7 separate regions of the Mus musculus genome follow, and regions 1, 3, 4, 5, 6 and 7 are each linked to region 2. Evidence: chromatin contacts called from public HiChIP or PLAC-seq and promoter capture Hi-C data. All regions are on one chromosome and are shown on one strand. Each heading gives the region's core, a stretch centred on a gene start, on an enhancer-like site or on the middle of the called end of the contact. The rest is flanking DNA. Distances are from core to core; before and after follow the strand shown.

Region 1 (2,764 bases), core at 201-2,700, 1.6 Mb before region 2:
CCTGTCTCCAAACAAAGCAGCAGACTGAAGTAAAACATCTCTCTGCACCCGGTGGCCGCCTCACCTCAGCCTGCTCCTCGCCTCAGCCTGCTCCTCGCCTCAGCCTGCTCAATGATCCTGCCCCCTGGGACCTTTCCCGTCCCTGCTTGGCGCCTACAGTACAGAACAAAGTTCCAGAGAGGCTCTGCCATTTCCCTGCCCTGAGCTGTCCTGACCTCCTCCTCTTCCAGGCCTAGCTCAGGGCCCACCTCTTTCAGAAAGCCCCAGAATCCTTTGGGGGCTCTACATCACTTTGTGCTGACTTCTCCTGAGCGCCCCAAGCCCCACCCCTGACCTGTGTAGGAACCGGCAGTAATCCCTGATCTCAGGCCAGGACTAGGCAAAGTCACCCGAGTACTTGCTGATGAAGGAAGTAAAATCTACAAACACCCAGCTTCAGGTAGACCTGCAGATGCTCATGGGTAACTGGGCTGGGATGGAGAGACTGGCGTCCATGTGTTCCCTTTTGAGTCAGGTTCTGTCACTCTGAAGGCAGATATGTCAATCACCTCTTTGGGCAGGGTGATTTTTCTGCCCTCCACTGCCAGAGGTTTTATAGCAGCCTGAGCATTGGGAGCAGTGAAGCTCAGGTCTCACAGCTTCAGCTGCTGAGCCCTCCATGTCCTTCAGGCAAGATGATGACCCCAGTCAGTAATCCCGGAAAATCCGTGGAAGCCCACCTCTTCTCTTGTCCAGACAGCGCACCCTATCTGTCAGCGCTGGCTCCCGTCCATTAGAGAACGGAAGCCTCGCTAAAGCCTGCCTGTGTCCACCACATACCCTCATTTCTACAGTCACTTCTGGCCTCCTTTTGCTCAGTCTGTGATGGAAGACTCCCCTCCCCCCAGTCTCTGGTAAACAGGCTAAGAGGCGGTGTGAGCATTGCCAATCAGACAGCACCTCAGAGTAAATAGATTGCTTTCCTTGGTGACCAGTGTCACGGGGGAAATGCAGCAGAGATTGGTCTGGGACACTGGGAATTCTCCCTATTTCATTTCATTTCATTTTATTTTTTTTTATCTTATTTTATTGAGACAGGGTCTTGTTAGGTATCCCAGGCTGGCCTCTAACTTAGTCTCTGGCACAGGAGAGCTGAATCCAGCTTAAAAATCCCTTTCCACAGGCAAGGGAGCTGCATCCCCTATCCTCTGACCCTCGGTTTTCCTTTTTCTGGCCCTCACTCAACAGTTCCTTCAGGGAATATGACCCCAAGGCTCTCCTCAAAAACCCCAAACTTCCCCACATCCACAAACCTTCCTGGGATCCAAGGATCCCTAAAACTATTAATACCATAGATTTTAAATCAAAAAAGTTCCCTCCCTGCTCCCTATGCGAGGAGGTGAGGTAGCCTTCTGGCCTTACCTAGCCTTCTCCATGGCGGGCAAAGCTGACCTGGTCTCCTGGGATAGACAGGGCAGGGAGGGCAGCTTTCTCTTTTATACTGTCTATTCCCTACCCCTCCTGCTGTCGCCACACAGCTGCTCAGAAATGTGACACTCGTCTATTTCAAGCTGTCTCCTTGTCAAGGCTCAGGAACACTAGCCTCACCCCAGTGTGACCTGGGCCAAAGCTCTTCCCAAAACAATAAGAGCTGCCGAATACAGAGGTGTGGAGGGCAGTGTTGGGGGTGTTGAGGAGATGGGGCTGCAGCCCTCTCACCAGGCTTGGTTCTGGACTCTGATCACCCCAACTCCACACATCTCTCCTTCCATTTTGTTCTGTGGTGGTGGTGGTGGTGGTTAATTGTTGTTGTTGTCTTAATACTTTCTTTCACAAAGTCCAGGCTGACCTTGATCTTGAAGCAATCCTGTTGCCCCAGCTTCCCTGCCGATTGCTAGGGTTATAGGCATGTACCACCACAATGCATGTTCTTTTTTTTTTTTTTTTTTTTTTTTTTTCAAATTTTTATTAGGTATTTTCTTCATTTACATTTCAAATGCTATCCCGAAAGCCCCCTATATCCCACCACCACCCTGCTCCCCTACCCACCCACTCCCACTTCTTGGCCCCGAAGTTCCCCTGTACTGGGGCATATAAAGTTTACAATGCATGTTGTTTAGGGCAAGCTTTGTTCTGCCCTAAAGAACCTAGCTTCCTGCTGGATCTCTGACTCACCGTGTGACCTGAGAGGATGCTGCCCCTCTCAGGATCCCTGACCCACACGTGACCAGATTTGACTCCACTTCTTGGAGTTCCGGGTGCTAGGATATAAGAAAATCCCCAAGCCATAGGCTGCCCCCACACAGCATCTGCTGTCCCAGAAACTGCAAGTACCTGAATTCCTCCCAGAAAGGGAGGATGGGGTCAGGAGGGAAGGAAGGGATCACTGCTGGACATAGTTTGTTTTTCTCTTTAGCCTTCAGGAAGGATTGGAGGAGAAAAGAGGCTTTTGGGTGAAGGAAACTTTATTTGGCTGACAATATGAGGTGGTAAAGGGTGGTGATGGGTAAATTCATGAGCTGGACTGGAGAGGCCTTATCCTATGCTAATGGTGGCCCCAACAGGAGGCATCTCTAACCCTTGGTGTTAAGAACGTCCCTCCTTCACCTTCCCGCAAGCTGGGTCCTTCTCCCATTACACCCAACTGGGCATCTGAACTCAGAACTAGGTTATTTATAGTCAAGCACAAGGGAGGTGCGAGAGAAAGCTGTGTTTACAAACATGGGTTCAGCTGAGCCGGAGAAGTCTGGAAAGGGAATGTCTGAGGGGGTGGAAGGGGTGTGGC
Region 2 (3,161 bases), core at 112-2,611:
GTGAGCACACACGTGAGCACACATACACACCACATACACACACACCATAACACACACACACACACACACACACACACACACACACACACCATAAGCTTCTGCCCCAGCTCTGCTGTTGACTGCCAAGGCCACCTGGAACCAGTCCCCACCCCACTCAGGTTCTCCCCTTATACACTGGGGTCCGCCATCTTTACGGGCCAGAAGGTGATCAGGGATGAAGAAGGGGATTGCTGAGCTGTGAAGAGGCTCTCATCAGGGTGGGAGGAGGGGAATTTTTATTGTCTTGCTGAGCAGCCCTAGGCCCCAGGCCTGAGAGAAGGCTTCCTTAGCCGGGACTCCTTACCTGGAGGCTGCTTTGAGGTCTCAGGCTGAGGCCTCCAAGGTCAAGCTTCTCTAAAGGTGTCTCGTTCTTCAAAGCTGCCGGTGGCTACCATGGCCCGATCCCCTCGATTTTCCATAGAAAATGGCTGGGAGACGAAACACTTAAAGTTCATACTATTGTGTCCTGTGGGGGAGAGGAAGGAAGCCAAGTTTAGAAAGGAAGATTGTCTTTGCAGGACCACCGCCCTGCAAGGAAGGGTCATCTGTCACACAAGTCCTTTCAGACAGCCTTGCTGGGAGGGACCCATGCAAGGCTCAGTTCTCACTCAGAGCAGCCAGGGTCTAGGGGAAGAACTCAGGAGTCTTTACTCCCACACGTTGGCTCACTTCCAAATTTGTTTCTCAGACAGTTATGTAGACAGGCAGCTGTGCTGTGCCTGGGGGATACAGTCACAAAACTGTTGAGTGGAGCATTATATCTATTTGTGTTGAATCAGGATAAGGCAGGTCCAGTCTCCCTGTGTCCCTACTTCCACCTCCGGCAGGCAGCCACATAAGATAGTGTAACAAAGGCCAAACAAACTCCAAGGCTCCTCCAGGCACAAACAACCCTTGATACAAGAACAGGCTTTAGGGCACATGGCCCAGAGCCTCCTGGTGACAGTCATTCTGATCTTCGCTGACGTGAAAGCCCCTTCCCCCACCCCGCCCGGGTCAGGCTGGGAACATCGAGGCTGAGGGGAAGAAGTAAAGAGATGAAGGTTTTAACCTTCGACCAACTGGACGTCAGAGGCAAATAACAAAGGGCGTATTTAGGAGGAAAGAAACCTAGAGAGGGCAAATTAGGACTCCAGGGAAGGGAAAAGAAAGAGAAAAGACAGATGGAGTGGGAGAGAGCAGGTGCGGCCAGCGAAGGGATGGGGCACGCTCACCGGACCGCAGGAGAACACAGGAGTGCAGAAGGCTGTGTCCGACGGCGGGAGAGTGGTGGCTGCCCAGGAAGCTGGCGACCCGACGACACCGAGGGCGGAACTGACAGTAGCTGCGAACCCGCGCCTACAGAACTTAAGTCTAGAGGGCGTGGTCGGGGCGTGGCGTGACGAGGCGGAGCCAGGGCGGCCCACGCCCCCGGGTGAGGAGGCGTTTCCATCTGTGGTTGCCTGAAACCCCTAGGTCCCCCCAGAGGCTCCAGTCTCAGATCTTCCCCTTCTATTCCCGGGGCAGACAATCTCTTTGTGAGGACAGGCAGACTGACTGGCCAGCTGCTCTGGATCGCGACCCCTTACCCCTTCAAGTCTCCCCTCCCCCTCCCTGCAAGGCACCTGGGGACCGGGCGGAGCGCGGGCTTCGGGGACCGGAACAAACCCGGGTGTGGTGACGGGGCAAGGCTGGCGTTCCCGCCTTCTGCCGCTCCCAGTCAGGTCCCGGGGGACACTGGCACCTAACGGCTGGAGTGGGGCGAGAACACCTGGCCTCCCCTCCCCTCTGCACCGAGTGCAGCCAGGCTGGCGCCCCGCAAGGAAGAGGGCAGGGCAGAGCCTCGCCTGTTGCACTCCAGCCCAGCGAGGACAAACTCAGCAGGTGGACGGGACCTCAGCGAGATAATGGCCACGTAGGAGTGGGGGACGTGAAAGCAATACTTGGGCCCTGTGTCGGGGACTAACGTGCATTGTGGGGGTAGGAAGCAGGTCTCAATTTGCCTCAATTTGTGTTCAAGCTTTGGTACTCTCCGTCGGTTTCTTCTTTTGTTTTTATCCTCCTTAGCCCCGGAGTTTTAAGAGATTAGATCAGGGCGTGGAACCCTTTTTGCTTGCCTAGGAATTAGGCGCCCAAGAGCAGGAAGCCGGGGACCAGGGGTCCGAATATACTATAATAGAAGCTCAAGTAGGTTTGGGCTGCTGTGGAAAGTGCAGTGGGAGGAGGGGGCTGGGTGAACGTTTGTGGAAAGCAATTACTATGCATCAGGTAGGCGGCGCAGGCACCTAACGATAATCTTTCCAGGTCATCATTAACCATTATTTTCCAGAACAAGAAAGTGTGAGAGGCCCCAGACCTTAATAGGACCCCAGACCTTAGCACATCTGACTCCATGATGGAAGTACCATTCAACTGTAAAACTCAGCACACAGACAGAACCATCAATGTCCATCGTTCTGGAAAAATCTCTAAATGTACTGATCTTACCTTTTGGCTTCTGTGGTTCCACTACTGGCTAACTTGTTTTGTTAGCTGAAGTATGTCACCCTAAAACATGGGTTTTGTGCTTAAAAACGTACCCAGGAAAGGATCCTGAACACCCAGTGTGGCTTTATTAGCCAGCTGGCTTACTTTAAACAAGACTAGATAAAATAAACCTTCACTATCAAGTGGCAAAACCCCATAGCTGGTGGGTGGATAGTGATCCCAACATAGCTGGTGGTGATCTTACAAAGCTGACAGTACTCTACTCTGCCCATTGCTCACTCGCAATGCACCCAATAAACCACTCTTTTAAAAAATTGGTGAAGGGGCTGGTGAGATGGCTCCGTGGGTAAGAGCACTGATTGCTCTTTCGAAGGTCCTGAGTTCAAATCCCAGCAACCACATGGTGGCTCACAACCATCCAGAATGAGAGCTGACACCCTCTTCTGGTGTTTCTACAGTGTACTTATATATAGTTATAAATAAATTTTTGGACTCGGAGCGAGTGGAGCCGGAGTAAGCAGAGGTCCTGAGTTCAGTTCCCAGCAACCATGTGATAGCTCACAACCATCTGTACAGCTACACTGTACTCATATACATAAAATAAATAAATCTTTTTTAAAAATTGGTCAAATAAGAATTAAAAGATGTGGGGCTAG
Region 3 (2,982 bases), core at 447-2,946, 1.5 Mb before region 2:
CCCAGAGAGCCTGCTGCCCTTCATTGTTCTAATTAAAGGACAATCTGCTTCTGTTGAGGTCAGTCTATTTTCACATTGCCGGGCTTAATCAGAGCTAACAGTACTGACACCTAGTCCTTTCCCCCATATTCGTAAGGTCATGATCGGAAAAATGTTAGCAGAAAAGTTGCAATCATGAACTAGACTGCGGCCTACAGGCAGATACTGTGTGAAGTGCCTGCGCAAGCGCACATACACAGCCCTCTGGGGCAGTTCATCAGCACCTATCCCCAACCACTACATTCACACACTCAGATCCCTGGCAGCTGACAAAAATAAAAAATAAAAAAAGACACGTTTTCATTGTCCAACACCGCAAAAACATCTAGGACCACACAAGGAAACAGGGAAGCCCTCTACTGGGCCGTCTCTATAGCTCTAGGACAGGCGCACACATTACTCCCTCCAAACAAAAACACGCTGACATCTATGAGGGGAAAGAAAGGCGCCAACTCCCGGATGTTGGCAAGCTCTGCGCAGGGCCAGCGCCTGTTTCTCAGTGTTTACTTGCTCTCCCTTTCCTCTCCCTCCCCTCTAAGGATGGCGCAGCAAAGGGAGGTGAGGGGGATGAACCACCCCACCCTCTCGTCCATTTTTTTGAAAAAACAAAACAAAACAAAACTAACCCGAGAAAGAGTGAGGGAGAAAAAGTCTTAGTGCTGGGGGCCTTACCGGACTCCTAAAGCCAAACGTATCTACAGGTTTTAATCCGCCATTAGCATTTAAATCTTGAAAGGACAGGGGTAGGGGGGGGCAGTGGAAAGTAACCCCACACACAAAAGAAAAGTTGTTGGGTTTCTTCTCAGTCGGCCAGGCAGAAGCAATCTTCCTGGCTGACAGCCAGAAGTGCGTCACAGCCAGGAGTCTGCTTTCTTTAAAGGCACAGCGAGCTTCCGCGCGGTCTGGGAGCAACAGCGAAGCCAAGAGCTCGGGGGGGGGGGACGGGGGGGGGACGACGCCTACCAGGAGGACCCAGGTGAAGCCTGCCCGTGCCCTAAAAACTGAGCAGGACGTGCGGGGGCGGGGAGAGTGGCTAGGGCGCAAGCCCGCAGGCTCCATTGCTGAAGGGAGAGCACGCGCAGCAAGGGCTGGAGGCTGTGGCGTAAACACACAAAAACGCACCCGCGGTGGCCGGCCTCACCAACCTGAGATGGCCAGGACACTCCCCCTTCGCTGCTTTCCAGCAGGGCTTAAGGCAGTAGCAGTGACGGCCTGTCCACCTCCGAGACCAGCCCTATCGGGCAGGCCCAGAGCCGCCGAACCCACGGCCAGCCCCTGGCGGGAAAGGCGCCCGGCGCAGAGGAAGCCTGGGAGCCGAGCGCAGGGGAGCCGCACGGCGCAGGCCTTGTACAGGGGCAGCTTCCTGCGGCGCGGCGAGGGGGGCGTGTCTGCAGGCGCACGGCCGCCCGCCGGCTCCCCGCCACACAAAGCGCAGGCCTCCTCAGAGCGCCCTGCCTGCCCGCCCGCCTGCCCGCCCTAGGACTTGGCCACCCTAGCCTGTTCTCCGCAGGGAATCTCTTCAGCCCCTACCTTCTGCGTAGCAAGGCCAAGATGCCATGCTGTGTGCCTGCTCCTCCCACTCCTCCACCCAAACGAGCGGCCCAGGCAGTTTCTAGCCGCGGAGCGTAGGCCTCGCTCTTCTGTCCCGATAGCTGCGCTATTGTTGACTGGAATGGCCGCCAAAATCCCAGCTGTGCTGCCAGAACCTAATCCGCTGTTCCTGTGGGCATTTGTGGGGAGGGGCCGAGGGGCCAAGGCACAGTTCTGAGTATGGCAGGCGCTGGCTAGAGCCCTCAACAGGCACAGGGACTCATCATCCTCAGAGTCTGCTGCAACTATATGACTAAAAGAAATGTCACACTCAGACAAGATCTCGACAGCGTTGCCACCCACTGGACACCTCCTGGGATAGTTAAAGGAATTCCCTCACTTTACAACTAGAAACATTTAATGAAGTATGTGTAATGTATTGCTATTAAATATTGTTAATACCCATACAAGAATTATACCCAACGTCTGAGCTAGGGTTACAATTCCACAGATCAGAAGTGACTACAAGTTTTATCCCAAGATGGTACATGTTAACTCATATAAAAGATGTAAGGAAACTAACCAGTTTAGATGAGGGAAGGATTAGAAAACTGAAGTAATATTTTAATCTGGATCTTCAAGCACAAAATCAAATTTTTCCTCTCGGGAAAGGGAGAAGAAAGCAGAAAGGTGTGGTAGCAGTGAGAGACCAGGTGTCAAAGGTGAACTGAGGTCAGAATTGGGAAATCTTGAACTTCAAGGATTCAAATAAAGGATCTGGGATGGTTTTAACAGAGAGCTGTGGTATGAGCCAGATTAACCTGACAAAATGGTTCTCTGGCAGCAAGGTGAGCTAGGAGGCTACCCAATAGATAGGAAGGTGTTGAGGACACGGATGGTAGAGAATAGTTAAAAGAGGAATGAGAAGCATTGAGGAGAAAGAAGCTGACAAAAAGCAGGAGACTCAAAGCCACCATGGTGCTGTGTGCTTACAGTCCTGGCAAGTGGGAGGTTGGAGCAGAAGGCCAGCCTGATCCACTCACTACTAGAGTTCCAGCCCAGCCAAGGCAGAGTAACAGCCTATCTCAAACAAGACAAAACTAGGAGGAGCAACTGTACCGGGAAGAAAGTACATGGCATATGTGAATCACATGTGAGGAGGAGATGGGGGTCTGAAGAAGAAACAGGATATAATAGATAGTAGCTAATGCTTACTAAGAACCTACTAACATGCCTCAAACCATCCTACTGACCTATTGGGCATCATTTCATTAGGCTTCAACACCTCTTTATGAAGCAGGTAAATTACCACTCAACTTTAAGATGACTTTTTTAAAAAGACTTATTATTTATGTGAATACACTGTCACTGTCTTCAGACACACCAGAAGAGGGCACTGGATCCCATTACAGA
Region 4 (2,866 bases), core at 13-2,512, 1.4 Mb after region 2:
ATTCTGCAAAATGACTCAGTGCTACTTATAGAAGCAATGGCTGTAGCTGCTATTATGGTCAAAGAAGTCTTCAGGGAAGGGAGGGCATTTGAGCTGTACCTTCATATTCATTTCTCTATTATCTGCAAGCAATGCGGATCCAGGGACGAATCAGACAAGGTCTTTTGGTTGAGGAATTCACATATGAGTGTTTGAATTCGGGGAGGCTGTGTGTGTTAAATGACTATTAAAAGACAAAGTGGAGGCTGCTGTGGTGGCACACTCCTGTAGTCCCAGCACCTGGGGAGCTGAGGTAGATTGAGCTACATGGTGAGTGGCAGGTCAGCCAAATCTCGCCCCTCCCCCCGCCCCGCCCCCGCGCAAAGCAAGTAAACAAACAAAGACAACACAATAGAATAAGCAGGTCTGTGGTAAAGGCAAGTTTCCTAATTCGGAGTTTCAGAGAAGTCTTTTGGAAGGACTCCTGCCCCAGCTGAAATACGATGGCTAAGCAAGCGTTAGTCACAAGCAGTAAAGGCTTTCTAGGCAGAGCATAAGCATCCCACCAGCAGAGGTGAGACAGTCTCTTGGCTGGCTGGCACACTTTGTGGCTAAGCTTACTAGTTATAGAAGCTAGAAGGGGCGTGGACTTGCAGGTCTGAGTGGATCACTGAAGAGCTGGTGGACTGCCCGATGGATCTTTGGTCTCAGTGATCGCGGCTCGGTGGCGGCTCCCCCTCTCAGTCATAAAGCGTGGCTTTTTTTTTTTTTTTTTGTACGTGGATGAGAACACTTCGGGAAGTCAGACCATCCATCCATCCCGACTCAGCTGGTGCCAAGCGGGTCCCCGCCCTCCACTGGAGGCTCTGTTACCATAGCAACTAGGTTAGGGCGGAAGTGGCTTAGAGGACTGACTCTCACTAATCAGGTGACTCTCCAGACTTCTGCACGTGACACGACATACCAGGCGCGCGCTCTACCTAATCAAGAAGCCGTCCCTGTTTCACTGACAACTGACAGCGCTCTAGAGCAATAGCCCACGAGGCTTCCCTAGGAGACCACACCCCTCAATAGGGAAAGGGCCAATTAGGCTGAGGCAAAGAGAAGTTACGCCCCAGGTTTAGCCCGGGTTTGACAGACGCAATTGAGGCCATCCTAGAGTCCCTCCGCCCCTAGCCATTGCGGCCGACGACGGACGGGCCCACTGGCCAATAGCACGTCCCTTGGCCGCCACCGGGTCCCGCCCTCTCAGAAACGGAACCAATGAGCACGCCAGCTCTGGGCCGGGTGGAGGGGTTGCACTGCGGTAATATGGCTCTTCCTTAGCCAGCGGCGGTGGCCAGCGCGGGCGCAGAGCTGCTGGGGCTCTCGGTGCCCGGTTTCTAGGCTGTAGGGGCTCTGCGAATCACAGCTCGGGAGGCAGCGGCCGATGCGGGAGGACTGCCCACCTGGCCGCTCGGCGGCTCAGGGGTCCAGATGAGCTCCTGCGCCTCGCTCGGGGGCCCGGTGCCCCTGCCACCCCCGGGCCCGTCCGCCGCGCTGACGTCCGGTGCCCCCGCGCGGGCCCTGCATGTGGAGCTGCCGTCTCAGCAGGTGAGCCGGCCGCGAGCCGGGGGGCGGAGAAGGTTGGCGGGGCTCGCAGGGCTGAGGAGGGCTGACAGGAGGAGGAGCCCCCTCCCCGGCCGTTCCCGCGCTCAGACCCCCGCATCCCTCCAAGAAGGCGCCGGGGAGCCCTGCCCCGCTGGCCGCCGCCGCGCTTTCCCTTTCGCTCCCCGATCGAGGAGTCGGTTTTCTGCACTTATTCTTAGCGTTTCGGGTGCTTCCTTCCGCTCCTCCTGAGGAAGGTATTTGGGACGTTGGGGTTTCCTTTCCAATCTCAGATCCTCATGGCACACTCCACTCCCTCGGGTGAGTGTCTGGAAGGAGGATTTGAAGTAAATATTCATAGCTTGTATCTCACGTGTGTGTGTGTGTGTGTGTGTGTGTGTGTGTGTGTGTGTGTGTGTGTAATAAGGACAAGAGAACACTGACTTTGGGAATCTGACAAAATTCTTGGCAACACCCGCCTATCAGTACATCTTCCACTGGCCTCCCTCAGTCCCTCGGGGAGACTCTGCAGGAACCTTAGCATTGAAGAGGACCTGGAGAAACTGTCAGTCATGGAGAGGTTACCGAGCTGGGTCTGTGCAAAGTGAGCATTGAATCGTCACAACTCCATGAGATAGCTGGTTTTATTGTCCCGGTTTCTCAGTTCTAGGAACAAGCTTGCTCACTGCCTCTCTGTTAGTGTTTCTGGTGGGGATGGATTTCCAAATACAGAGTCTGACTCCAGCTTGTGCTCAGCAGCAATAGTTTGCTTTAGACTTGAGAGCAGCTGCTCCACCACGGTCCACAGGACGAGCTCCCTCAGACCCTTTCTGTAACTTTCCATCCTTGCAAGAGACAGGAAGGAGCCACTTAGGAGCGCAGAGGCTATGGGAGAGAGGGCCAGGCATAGAGTGCATCGGAATGTAAAGGAAAGAGCAATGTTGCACCCCACCCCCCCAACCCGGTGCCGGATGAGGTGCCGGATGAGTAGGGAAGCAACGTTAACTGCAGAAGCAAGGCTCTGTAGTAGGAGAGAATTTAGCAAATCAGAAGGCATGTGCCCAGGTTTTGTAGTGCCATTGGAGAGGGAGTTTGGAGAATATTAGGAGTTGGAAAGGAATGAGGCTTGTATTGCGTTTCCAGGTCGTGGGAGAGGATGAGAGGGTGGCTGGGAGAGTAGTCTGTGGATTGGGCATTAATGTGAATTTTTGCCTGTGTGGGAGGTGGAGTGTGAGGGCCTGCTGGGAGAAGCAATAGTGAGCACTGTTAGGAGCCGCCTGGAGAAATTGGGCATCTAGAT
Region 5 (2,833 bases), core at 101-2,600, 1.3 Mb before region 2:
TTTATTCTGAGTGTGTGCCTAGGTGTGTGGGCTGCATGGATGACTTGGCACAGGTGTGGAAGTCAGAGGACAACATGCAGGAGCTCTCTCCTTCCACCACATGGGTCCCTGGGGTTCAACTCAAAGTCTTCAAACTTGGCAAAAGCGCCTTTACCTGTTAAGCCATCTCACCCCAATGACACAGTCTTTAGCATCGCCGTCCTCTCAGGAAGCTGTAAATATATTGATTTTGGAGGGTCGTGACAGCTTTTCTCCAACTCGTTCTCCTTTCTTTCTTTGAGGCCACATCTCTTATGTAGTCTTGGATGGGCTGGAAGTCTAGACCAAGGAAGCTGGCTTACAACTAGGTAGAGTTCCATTTGCTTCTGCCTCCTGTGGGTCGGGAATACAGGCATAGGAAAGTAAGACCCCACTGCACACCCCCGGGATCTGGGGTGGGCGTCCTCCATTCCCGGCGGGAGGAGCTGGGTACAGATTGGAGGATGTTACTTTATTTAAGCCCTGGCAGGACCAGGAGAAACAGGTAGGTGGGTGGAGGATCTCTGTTTTTGTATTTATCTGTTCTGGAAGGTCCCTACAGACCCGTCACGTCCCAGGCTTTGTTCTAGATGGGTTAAGCCAATGCAAATTGGCTTATCCTCTAAACAGAGGGAAACTCCTCAGGGTTGACCCCAGGCTCGGTCAACAGGTTCAATTTACCAGAGCGAAAGTTCTCTCCCAGGTTAAAGGGATGCTCCTGACAGACTCTAGGAGTTGGTGGTTGTAGGCAAGCGGCTAGAGGCCTGCGCCTTTAAGGAGCCAGGGGGCAGAGGGGCGGGGCAGGAAGAGAAATCCTTGGAGACGCCACCACCATCCAGGTCTTTTTTTAGGGGGGAAATAGGGCGGGCCAAAGCCCTGTTTGGGTTCCGCCCCGTCTTCTCCCGCCGGGTCCCCTTTTCCGCCCCAGGGGTCGGTGGATGGGAGGTCTTAGCAGCCAGAGTCTTAGGAGCTCCCTGCTCGCACCTGGCCCACGGAAGCGCAAGTTTGTTGATTTGGAGGGAGTAGCCGGAGCGGGGGCGGTGCTAATAATACCCGTTCAGTCCCCAGTCGCGCTTTACAGTTTACACAGCTGTCACCTTCGTTACTCCTTAATTAATAATAAAAATAGCCGCCGTCCCGGAGCGCACGCTGCATGCCAGGCCCTGAGCTTTACAGGCAGAGCCCCAATGAGCCCGCCCTCGTAACGTTACCCCAGTTATCGAAAGCGAGAAGCTCGGGCGCACTGAAGAGCCAAGGCTGTCCCGAGGTCACTCTGCGGGCGTGCGGCGGAGACCGGGACGCGGGCGGACGAGGCGGGGCGCGGGCGGGGCGGAAGGCGCGGGGTGCGCGGTGGCGGCGGATGGCCATCTTAAGTGGCCGCGGGGAGTCCAGGGAGGCTTCCCCGGGCTAGGAGTCAACCCGAGTCGCCCTAGAGGTGGGGCCTGCGTTCGGTAGTTGAGGCTCTGAGACTTGAGGGAACTTTTTTTCTAGGTAGTCGAGGGGGTCCTCCTGGTCTGGGACTGCAAAACCTGGGCCTGCGGGTGTGGGGCGTGGTGCCAGGCAATTTGGTGGAGATGGGGGAAGGGTTTTGCCAGGCTGGAGGGCCTGCGGGGACCGGTGCGTGAAAGGCACCTCGAGCGCGCGCGTATGTGTGGGGTGGGGTATCGGATCTCTTTGGGATCTTGTGGGATGTGTCAGGAATCGTTTTGGGGGGTTCAGGTCTGAAGGGGCCTCTGACCTTATAGGAGTTACGAGAACTTGTTCTCTTGGATGTTGTAGTAGTTGTGGATGTCTATCCTGGAGCCTTGCTTTCCGAACCTTGATCCCGCAAGGCTGTGGGGGTGCCGAGTAGAAGAGATGTGTGTAGTAGAATCAGATTTGCATAGGGATTAGGGGTCATCTCATTGCGAATCGTTGGAAGGATTGAATTCACCAGCGAGAACTTGGACTCACAAGTTGTCCCGGAGCGGGTACCGGGGAACTGGATCTTCTTGAGGTGGGGGGACAAAATAATTGTGGGACTTGGGAGGTGCTGGTCTTGCGGGTCCTGTAGGGCTGTCGGAGCATCGTCCTTGCCGAGAGAGGCTGGGGGCAGGGGCGGCCCGGGCTCTGGGCCGAGTGGAGGGGGAGGGGACCGGCCAGCTCCTAGCTCCGTTCCCGCCCCTCCCCCGCCGCCTCTGAACAAACTTTTCTTTCTCTTCAAGTTGAGGCCGGCGCTGCGGGCGGCGGCGGCTGCGCGGAGATCCAGGCGGTTGGCGCGGCCAAGCGTGGAACCCACATACTGGGTTCTCTCGGGCTGGTGGATCCTTAGTCCCGGGACCCGGGCCCAACCTCGACTTCAAGCTTCCCCGGGCGGATGGCGCGGAGCGGCAGGCATCGGCGGCGCTGAGCCCTGCGTGGGCCATGGCCTCAGTGTGTGGGACACCGAGTCCCGGGGGTGCGCTAGGCAGCCCGGCCCCAGCCTGGTATCACCGTGACCTGAGCCGCGCTGCTGCGGAGGAGCTCCTGGCTCGGGCGGGCCGCGATGGCAGCTTCCTGGTGCGAGATAGCGAGAGCGTGGCGGGGGCCTTCGCACTCTGCGTCCTGTGAGTAGGGCGGGCACACGCCGAGTGTTCCTTGGTTGTGGTGGCAATCGTGGTAGTGGGGTGACTGTAGCTGGTGGGGCTGCAGCCCTGTCTCCAGGGGAGACCTTGACTTTATCGCTGGGTGGAGGAAGGATACAGGGGAGCACTTCCTGCTGTGCCTGGAGCACTTTCTGAGGCCCGAGGCCAGAGTTCTGAAGCTCAGGGTGGGTGTGATGGCAAGAAACAGTGGC
Region 6 (3,040 bases), core at 3-2,502, 1.7 Mb before region 2:
AGCCAGCCCACACCTAGACTCTCTGAAGTAGATTTAACCCAATCCTCCTCCTAATGGTCCTCCCCAAAGCCAGCTGCTCTGTATCCGTGAACCACTGGGATCCTCTAACTGAAGACCAGATCGTCAGCTTGAAAGAACCTTACCCTGGACCTTACCCCATGCAGGGTCAATGGGGGGCAGGGGGTGGCATTCAAGGACAGTGTCAGAAACAAACAGAAAAGATAGCTGCTTCTACTTCTTGGCAGTGTGCCTGGCCTCCCTTTTACATGTATGACCTTGGACAAGTCACCTAACCATCCTGGGCCTGTTTCAAATTGTAAAAGAGGAAATCACATGGTCTAGATTACTTGGAAGGCCTCTCCACCATGGCCACTGCTTGATAGCTCAGTTTGAGGAGCCCACTACCTTAAGTTCTGCTCCTAGGCAACCTAGGAGTTCTTCATTGGCACTACTTAGTTGATTTCATTTTATTTTAGTTTGTGTGTGCACGTGTTTATGTACACTCTTCCAGAGAAAAGATCTTACTGTGTAGTCCAGGCTTGCTGGAAACTCCCAATCCTTCTGTCCTTGCCTCCCTGTTACTAAGATTACAAGGCTCTGAAAACTGTTTTTGTAGAAGTACCACCACTTCATATCCAAAGTCCCTAAAGATCTCACTACCACACTCCTGTCAGAATCTACATTCTGAGCTCAGTACTTGATATACAATATCTCTTTTAGTTCTATTTATTTTAGGAGACGGTGTTGTCCTCCGGGTTCCCATTTCATAGAAAAAGAAAGTAAGTCCCAGGGTAGTTTAAAAAAAAAAAAAAAAAAAAAAAAAACCACTTACTCAAAGCCACAAGCTAGTAACTGGCAGAGCTGGGATTCAAAACTAGTCTGAGATTCCAGGGCTCCCCCACGCCTCCATCTGCAGTGCCTGGAGGAATCTCGAGCAAAAGGCCCTGCGGAATAAATGAGGCAGTCTTTAAACCCAGCACACCTAGCCCTGCCACCGAGTGGACAAAAGCAAGACAGTTCAGCACCTGGATGCCTGCAGTTCCCGGGGTTCTGAGTGTGGGCACAGGCAGGTAGGCGCCTAGACCGCAGGCCTGCGGAGGCCGGACCTCGTGGCGGGGCTCCCGAAGTGGCGTTACCCTGTGGTCCAAACTGGCCATTCCCTCCTTACTCACCCAAGTACTGGTGGATAGGGGGCCGTACCCCGTAGCCAGGGGCGCGGAACCGGGAGCCCCAGCCCGGCCCGGGGGCGAGTGGAAGGGGGCGGGTCGCAGCAGCAACGGCGTGAGGCGGGGCCAGCGCTCTGGGGTGGGTCTTAAAGAGGAAACTGGTCCCGTTTCAACACTTGCTCCTCCCCATTTTGGGGTCCGGGACTCCAGTCTTTCTTTATAATCTACTGTCTCCTCAAGCCAAGCTTCCCTAGTAGTTCGGCTCTGTCCCCATTATTTTTGAGTACGTGAGAGCAGTCAGAGGGCCCAGGACACATGGTTTTGAAATGTTGAATAAGTCACCTTGTCATCTTACCTGTGGCTGCATGCCATCACCTGTTGAAAGAATGTAAAATTAATTCAATGGGGCCCAAATTCTTTCATTACCTGACCCGATTCTCCAGTCCTCTACCCTCATTCTAATCGAATTATCCAGCTTTGCACTTCTGAAATATTAAGCCAAATTTGCCCCAGCCGTGGCTATTTTCCCTCAAACTTTATTCCCTATGACCGGCTACAGCATCCAACAAAAGGAGCTGAAAAATAAAATAAAATAAAAATAAACCAAAAGCCACATTGCAGATAGATCATCTACGCCCATCTCAGAAACTAAGGGCCAAAGCTGTTCTCACCTTTTATCAGAAGAGGGAGCCCTATGCTGTCCGACATCACTGGCGCACGCGAGGGAGGAGGAGGAAGGGGCGGGGGGAGGGGGGGACGGGACGTTCAGCCAGATCCAGCTTAAGGGTTCTTCACGGAAAAGGAGGAAGAAGAGAAGGAGGGGCAGGGAGAGGAGGGGGGGGAGGAGGAGGGGGAGAGGAGGAGGAGGAGGAGGGGGAGGAGGAGGAAGAGGAGGAGGAAGAGGAAGAGGAGAAGAAACCAGGTCCAGGTGTTCTTTTCCCACTTTGGCCTGGCCTAGACTGATAGTTTTTGAAAAAACTATCCTACCCAAAATAGGAAGGAGGGTGAGGGGATCAACAATTTCCTACAGACATCTTGAGGATTGTCAGGACCAACTGTAGCAGTAGTGGGACTTCTGAGTCAGACAGTTATCACCGTTTAAATCCTACTTAAAATCACATCCTAGGCACATTGCTACTTTGCATTTAACTCATTTAATCCTCATAAAAATAAAGTGGATCTTTTTTTTTTTTTTTTTAACTGAGTCCCCTATGGGTGAGGTGACTTGTTCAGTGAGACCTCTGGGTGGATGAGATAGCTCAGTGGCTAATGGTACTTGCTACCCAGGCCTATAACCGAGTTCAGTCCTTGGAAACAGCAGAATGGAAAGAGAGAACTACCTCCCACAAGTTGTCCTCTAATCTCCATCAGCATTCCCACATTGCAAAGTAAAAAATAGTATCCTCCTCCCTTCAAAAAGCAGGCAAGAGCTGGGCAGTGGTGGTGCATGCCTTTAATCCCAGCACTTGGGAGGCAGAGGCAGGCGCATTTCTGAGTTCGAGGCCAGCCTGGTCTACAGAGTGAGTTCCAGGGCAGCCAGGACTACACAGAGAAACCCTGTCTTGAAAAGTCAAAAAAAAAAAAAAAAAAAAAAAAAAGTAGGCAAGAATCTCACATAGCCCACACAGGCCTCAAACCTGTTATGTAGTCAAACCTCCACTTCTTAGTGTAGGACTACATGTATGTCTCACCAATCCATGGGCTATGGATGGCTGGAAGTTATTGGTGCATGCTGAGCAAGCACTCTACCAACTAAGCCAAATCCCTCACCAAGGTAGAATCGAATAATATCCCCATTTTTTGTTTTTTGTTTTTTGTTTTTGTTTTTGTTTTTTTGAGACATTGTTTCTCTGTGTAGCCCTGGCTGTCCTGGA
Region 7 (2,937 bases), core at 355-2,854, 1.4 Mb before region 2:
GTGGGGGCTGGAGAGATGGCTCAGAGGTTAAGAGCACTGACTGCTCTTCCAGAGGTCCTGAGTTCAATTCCTAGTAACCACATGGTGGCTCACAACCATCTGTAATGAGATCTCATATCCTTTTCTGGGGAGTCTGAAGACAGCTACAGTGTACTTACATATATAATAAATAAATGTAGCCGGGCGTGGTGGCACACGCCTTTAATCCCAGCACTCGGGAGGCAGAGGCAGGCAGATTTTTGAGTTCAAGGCCAGCCTGGTCTACAAAGTGAGCTCCAGGACAGCCAGGGCTATACAGAGAAACCCTGTCTCGAAAAACCAAAAAAGCAAAAAAAAAAAAAAAAAATGTTTAGAAAGAGAGAAAGAAAGAAAGAAAGAAAGAAAGAAAGAAAGAAAGAAAGAAAGAAAGAAAGAAAGGCAGACTTTTATCCCAACAGTCGGGAGGCAGAGGGCAGGTGGATCTCTGAGTTCGAGGCCAGCCTGGTCTACAGAGTGAGTTCCAGAGCAGCCAGGGCTACACATAGAAACCCTGTCTCAAAAAGAAAAGAAAAAAAAAATCAGGCAGGAGAAGTAGTGTGGAGTCATAAGCCTTAGAATGCTGCTCCAGGATGCCTGATAGACTTCTCTCAAGCAAACGAACGACACCAGACTTGTAGACAAACTCCAGTGTCCACAGCCCTGAACAGTGTGAATGGCGCACATCGGGGGCCCGATACTCACCAAAGCTCAGGATTCTCTCCCCTGCAATCTGGAGGCCTTCTCTTGCTTCCTGGCCTTTAATCCCACTGTTGGATGTGGGGGGTTGTCAAACACCTTCCTGTTTTTTCAGCCTGGTCACAAGACACTAGCAGGCTGGGCCAGACTAGACACTGACAGTCAGTTTTGCTGATAATAAGCTGCTATCTCAGGGAGATACTTCTTGGACTGGCTCCAAGGTGACTGTGAAATTCTGTCCCTCCCTAGTGGTCAAATGATCTCAACACTTAGGCTCCGGATGGGTACAACACTTCAACATTCAGGGCATTAGGGCTCAAATGCAGTCAAATAGCTGATGGAGGTCCTACACAAGCTGCCTAGCTCTCCTAGCATCCCCCAGTCTCTGCTTGTTTTCAGGATCCTCCTGGTTGGCGTGCCTGGTTCCCTGACCTAAACCTTCTCCAGCCCAGGGCCTGGGCCACCCTTCTTCTAGTGGTTCTTCTCTATAGAATGCAGTCATTTTGGCTAAGCTGGTCTTTTTACCCTTTTGCACTTTTGGTCTCATGGCTTTCCCCTCTCCCCTCCCATGACCCAGCTCAGGGTCTTGTTCACTCTGGGCCCTTCCAAATGCTTTTCTGGCTAGGCTCTTCTCCATATCTACAATAAACTTTCTCCTCCACCATACCTAGGGGCTGTCATGGCCTCCTTTTTATTTCTTTTTTTCCTCACTCAGGCAGGAGCTGAGGCAGGGCAGGGTGTTCACTCCAGGCCCCAGCTCAATCTTCACCTCAAATCCTCACTGGAAAGGTTAATTATTCAGAAGCTGTAGAGCTCAGGAGCATCACCCAGGGGGCAAACCTCACTCTTGCAATAGAGGAGCCATAAAGGCCAGTTAATAATCAGCCCCGGGGCAGAGACAGCTTAGAAGGGCCTCCAGCTTTAGGCTTTATAGATACCTGGCCCACCCTTCCCCAGTCAGCAGGCTGATCTGGAAGTATAAACAAGAAAGGAGGCTGACGGCTCTAGAAGTCCCCAACCTGTTGTGATCTTCAGTAGACAAACACTCCTGGTGTGTCACAGGATTCAGGTACATGGCAGTGGCCAGGGCGAAGGGTAGCAAGACAGAACCAGGGACCTCCTGGGAGCCTGTCTCTCTTTGTAGGGCCTTGTTCTTTGGCTAATTTTCCCCCAGAGTCCAAATTGCCTCCTCTCTCTCCTTCCTCCTTCCCTTCTTCCTTGCCTTCCTTCCCCTCCTTCCTTTTCTCTTTCTCCTGACATTCACCAATGTAGTGGTCTCTACTATCTCACTTAAATTTCGGTTGAGACAGCTCCCACATCTATGTCCAATTTGGAGCCTTCCTCTGGGGCCACACACGCACAGGTAACTGATCAACAACTCCGAGTCTCCTGCTCAAATCTACTCCCCACTCCTTTATCCAACAGCAGCGCCATCCTGGGCTCCCAGTAAGGGATGGGTGGGGGACGGGGTCCTGTTTTGGCTGCAGTGAAATGTGGGTGATGTCAAAATTAGCTCAGATCCTTAAGGGTTCCCCCCACGCCCCCACGCCTGTAAAGATCTGTCACAGGAGTGGGAGGTGAGCAAGTGGAGAAGGAAAGGAAGCCTGGGCTTCCACAGCACTGAGGCTCTCGTCAGAAAGGTTAGGCCATCAGGGTCTTGTGACTGGAAGTGGGTGATAGCCTGGCTGGTGAGGTTGGGGGAACTTGTAGCTGAGAGAAGTTGGGGACATGGGATCTTCTGATTCTATACAACAGGCCTGGAAGTTGCAAGCCTGTGTTCTAGTGACAGTCCTGCCATTGGCTCTGGTGTGGTCCTCTGGGGCTCATCCTATTCATGTGTATAATAGGACATGGGTGTTGGTAGTGGATGGATTATTTTAAAGGATCTTAGCAGCTCAAGACACAATGTGAGGTGTTTGTTTGTTTGAGACAGGGTCTTTCAGTGTAGCCTTGACTATCCTGGAACTCTCTCTGTAGATCAGGCTGGTCTCAAACTTACAAAGATCTGCCTGCCTCTGCTTCCCGAGTGCAGGGATTAAAGGCATGCACCACCACAGCCCGGCTGTTTGTTTATTTATTTGCAATGCTGGGATTGAAACTGGGGCTTCACACATACTAGGCATGTGCCACCACCCAGCTGTTTGTTTATTTGTTTACTTGCAATGCTGGGGATTGAACCCAGGGCCTCACACATGCTAGGCCAGCCTTTGCCATACACATCCC

Evidence for each region. Promoter capture Hi-C pulls out the DNA fragments that hold promoters and counts their contacts. HiChIP or PLAC-seq counts read pairs in DNA pulled down with a chosen protein or histone mark.
Region 1: a promoter capture Hi-C map of cranial neural crest shows a contact between it and region 2. The contact joins the promoter of Art1 here to the promoter of Ucp2 in region 2. A contact is called at or near these places in 2 of 39 promoter capture datasets (cranial neural crest and liver).
Region 3: an H3K27ac HiChIP or PLAC-seq map of regulatory T cell precursor shows a contact between it and region 2, with 8 times the contacts expected there. The contact joins the promoter of Numa1 here to the promoter of Ucp2 in region 2. A contact is called at or near these places in 1 of 39 promoter capture datasets (pre-B cells), 1 of 484 Hi-C or Micro-C datasets (CD4 T cells), 2 of 115 datasets of contacts at active chromatin or transcription factors (regulatory T cell precursor and thymic regulatory T cells) and 1 of 9 other capture datasets (liver).
Region 4: a contact with region 2 is called in a promoter capture Hi-C map of liver, with 2.3 times the contacts expected there. The contact joins the promoter of Uvrag here to the promoter of Ucp2 in region 2. A contact is called at or near these places in 2 of 39 promoter capture datasets (liver and pre-B cells) and 1 of 115 datasets of contacts at active chromatin or transcription factors (thymic regulatory T cells).
Region 5: a promoter capture Hi-C map of the C10 cell line shows a contact between it and region 2, with 2.7 times the contacts expected there. The contact joins the promoter of Inppl1 here to the promoter of Ucp2 in region 2. A contact is called at or near these places in 2 of 39 promoter capture datasets (the C10 cell line and liver) and 1 of 9 other capture datasets (liver).
Region 6: a contact with region 2 is called in a promoter capture Hi-C map of pre-B cells, with 3 times the contacts expected there. The contact joins the promoter of Pgap2 here to the promoter of Ucp2 in region 2. A contact is called at or near these places in 2 of 39 promoter capture datasets (neutrophils and pre-B cells).
Region 7: an H3K27ac HiChIP or PLAC-seq map of microglia shows a contact between it and region 2, with 6 times the contacts expected there. The contact joins the promoter of Folr1 here to the promoter of Ucp2 in region 2. A contact is called at or near these places in 3 of 39 promoter capture datasets (liver and pre-B cells), 1 of 115 datasets of contacts at active chromatin or transcription factors (microglia) and 2 of 9 other capture datasets (adipose tissue and liver).

The regions. Positions count from the first base shown.
Region 1 is chr7:102,100,429-102,103,192 of GRCm38.p6, reverse strand. It overlaps Art1 (ADP-ribosyltransferase 1), which reads right to left and starts at 1,450. Exons shown (of 5, transcript NM_009710.4): 1 at 1,402-1,450.
Region 2 is chr7:100,491,558-100,494,718 of GRCm38.p6, reverse strand. Ucp2 (uncoupling protein 2 (mitochondrial, proton carrier)) reads right to left here and starts at 1,361. Exons shown (of 8, transcript NM_011671.5): 1 at 1,254-1,361; 2 at 344-505.
Region 3 is chr7:101,968,557-101,971,538 of GRCm38.p6, reverse strand. It overlaps Numa1 (nuclear mitotic apparatus protein 1), which reads right to left and starts at 1,696. Exons shown (of 25, transcript NM_133947.3): 1 at 1,570-1,696.
Region 4 is chr7:99,139,540-99,142,405 of GRCm38.p6, reverse strand. Uvrag (UV radiation resistance associated gene) reads left to right here and starts at 1,262. Exons shown (of 15, transcript NM_178635.3): 1 at 1,262-1,572. The coding sequence starts at 1,456.
Region 5 is chr7:101,836,341-101,839,173 of GRCm38.p6, reverse strand. It overlaps Inppl1 (inositol polyphosphate phosphatase-like 1), which reads left to right and starts at 1,350. Exons shown (of 29, transcript NM_001122739.1): 1 at 1,350-1,453; 2 at 2,223-2,603. The coding sequence starts at 2,422. Gm10602 (a long non-coding RNA gene) reads right to left here. Exons shown (of 2, transcript XR_003946663.1): 1 at 1,757-2,833; 2 at 1-372.
Region 6 is chr7:102,221,283-102,224,322 of GRCm38.p6, reverse strand. It overlaps Pgap2 (post-GPI attachment to proteins 2), which reads right to left and starts at 1,252. Exons shown (of 7, transcript NM_001382592.1): 1 at 1,173-1,252; 2 at 833-944.
Region 7 is chr7:101,869,455-101,872,391 of GRCm38.p6, reverse strand. It overlaps Folr1 (folate receptor 1 (adult)), which reads left to right and starts at 1,604. Exons shown (of 7, transcript NM_001252554.1): 1 at 1,604-1,783. Gm35597 (a long non-coding RNA gene) reads right to left here and starts at 1,681. Exons shown (of 3, transcript XR_378387.3): 1 at 721-1,681.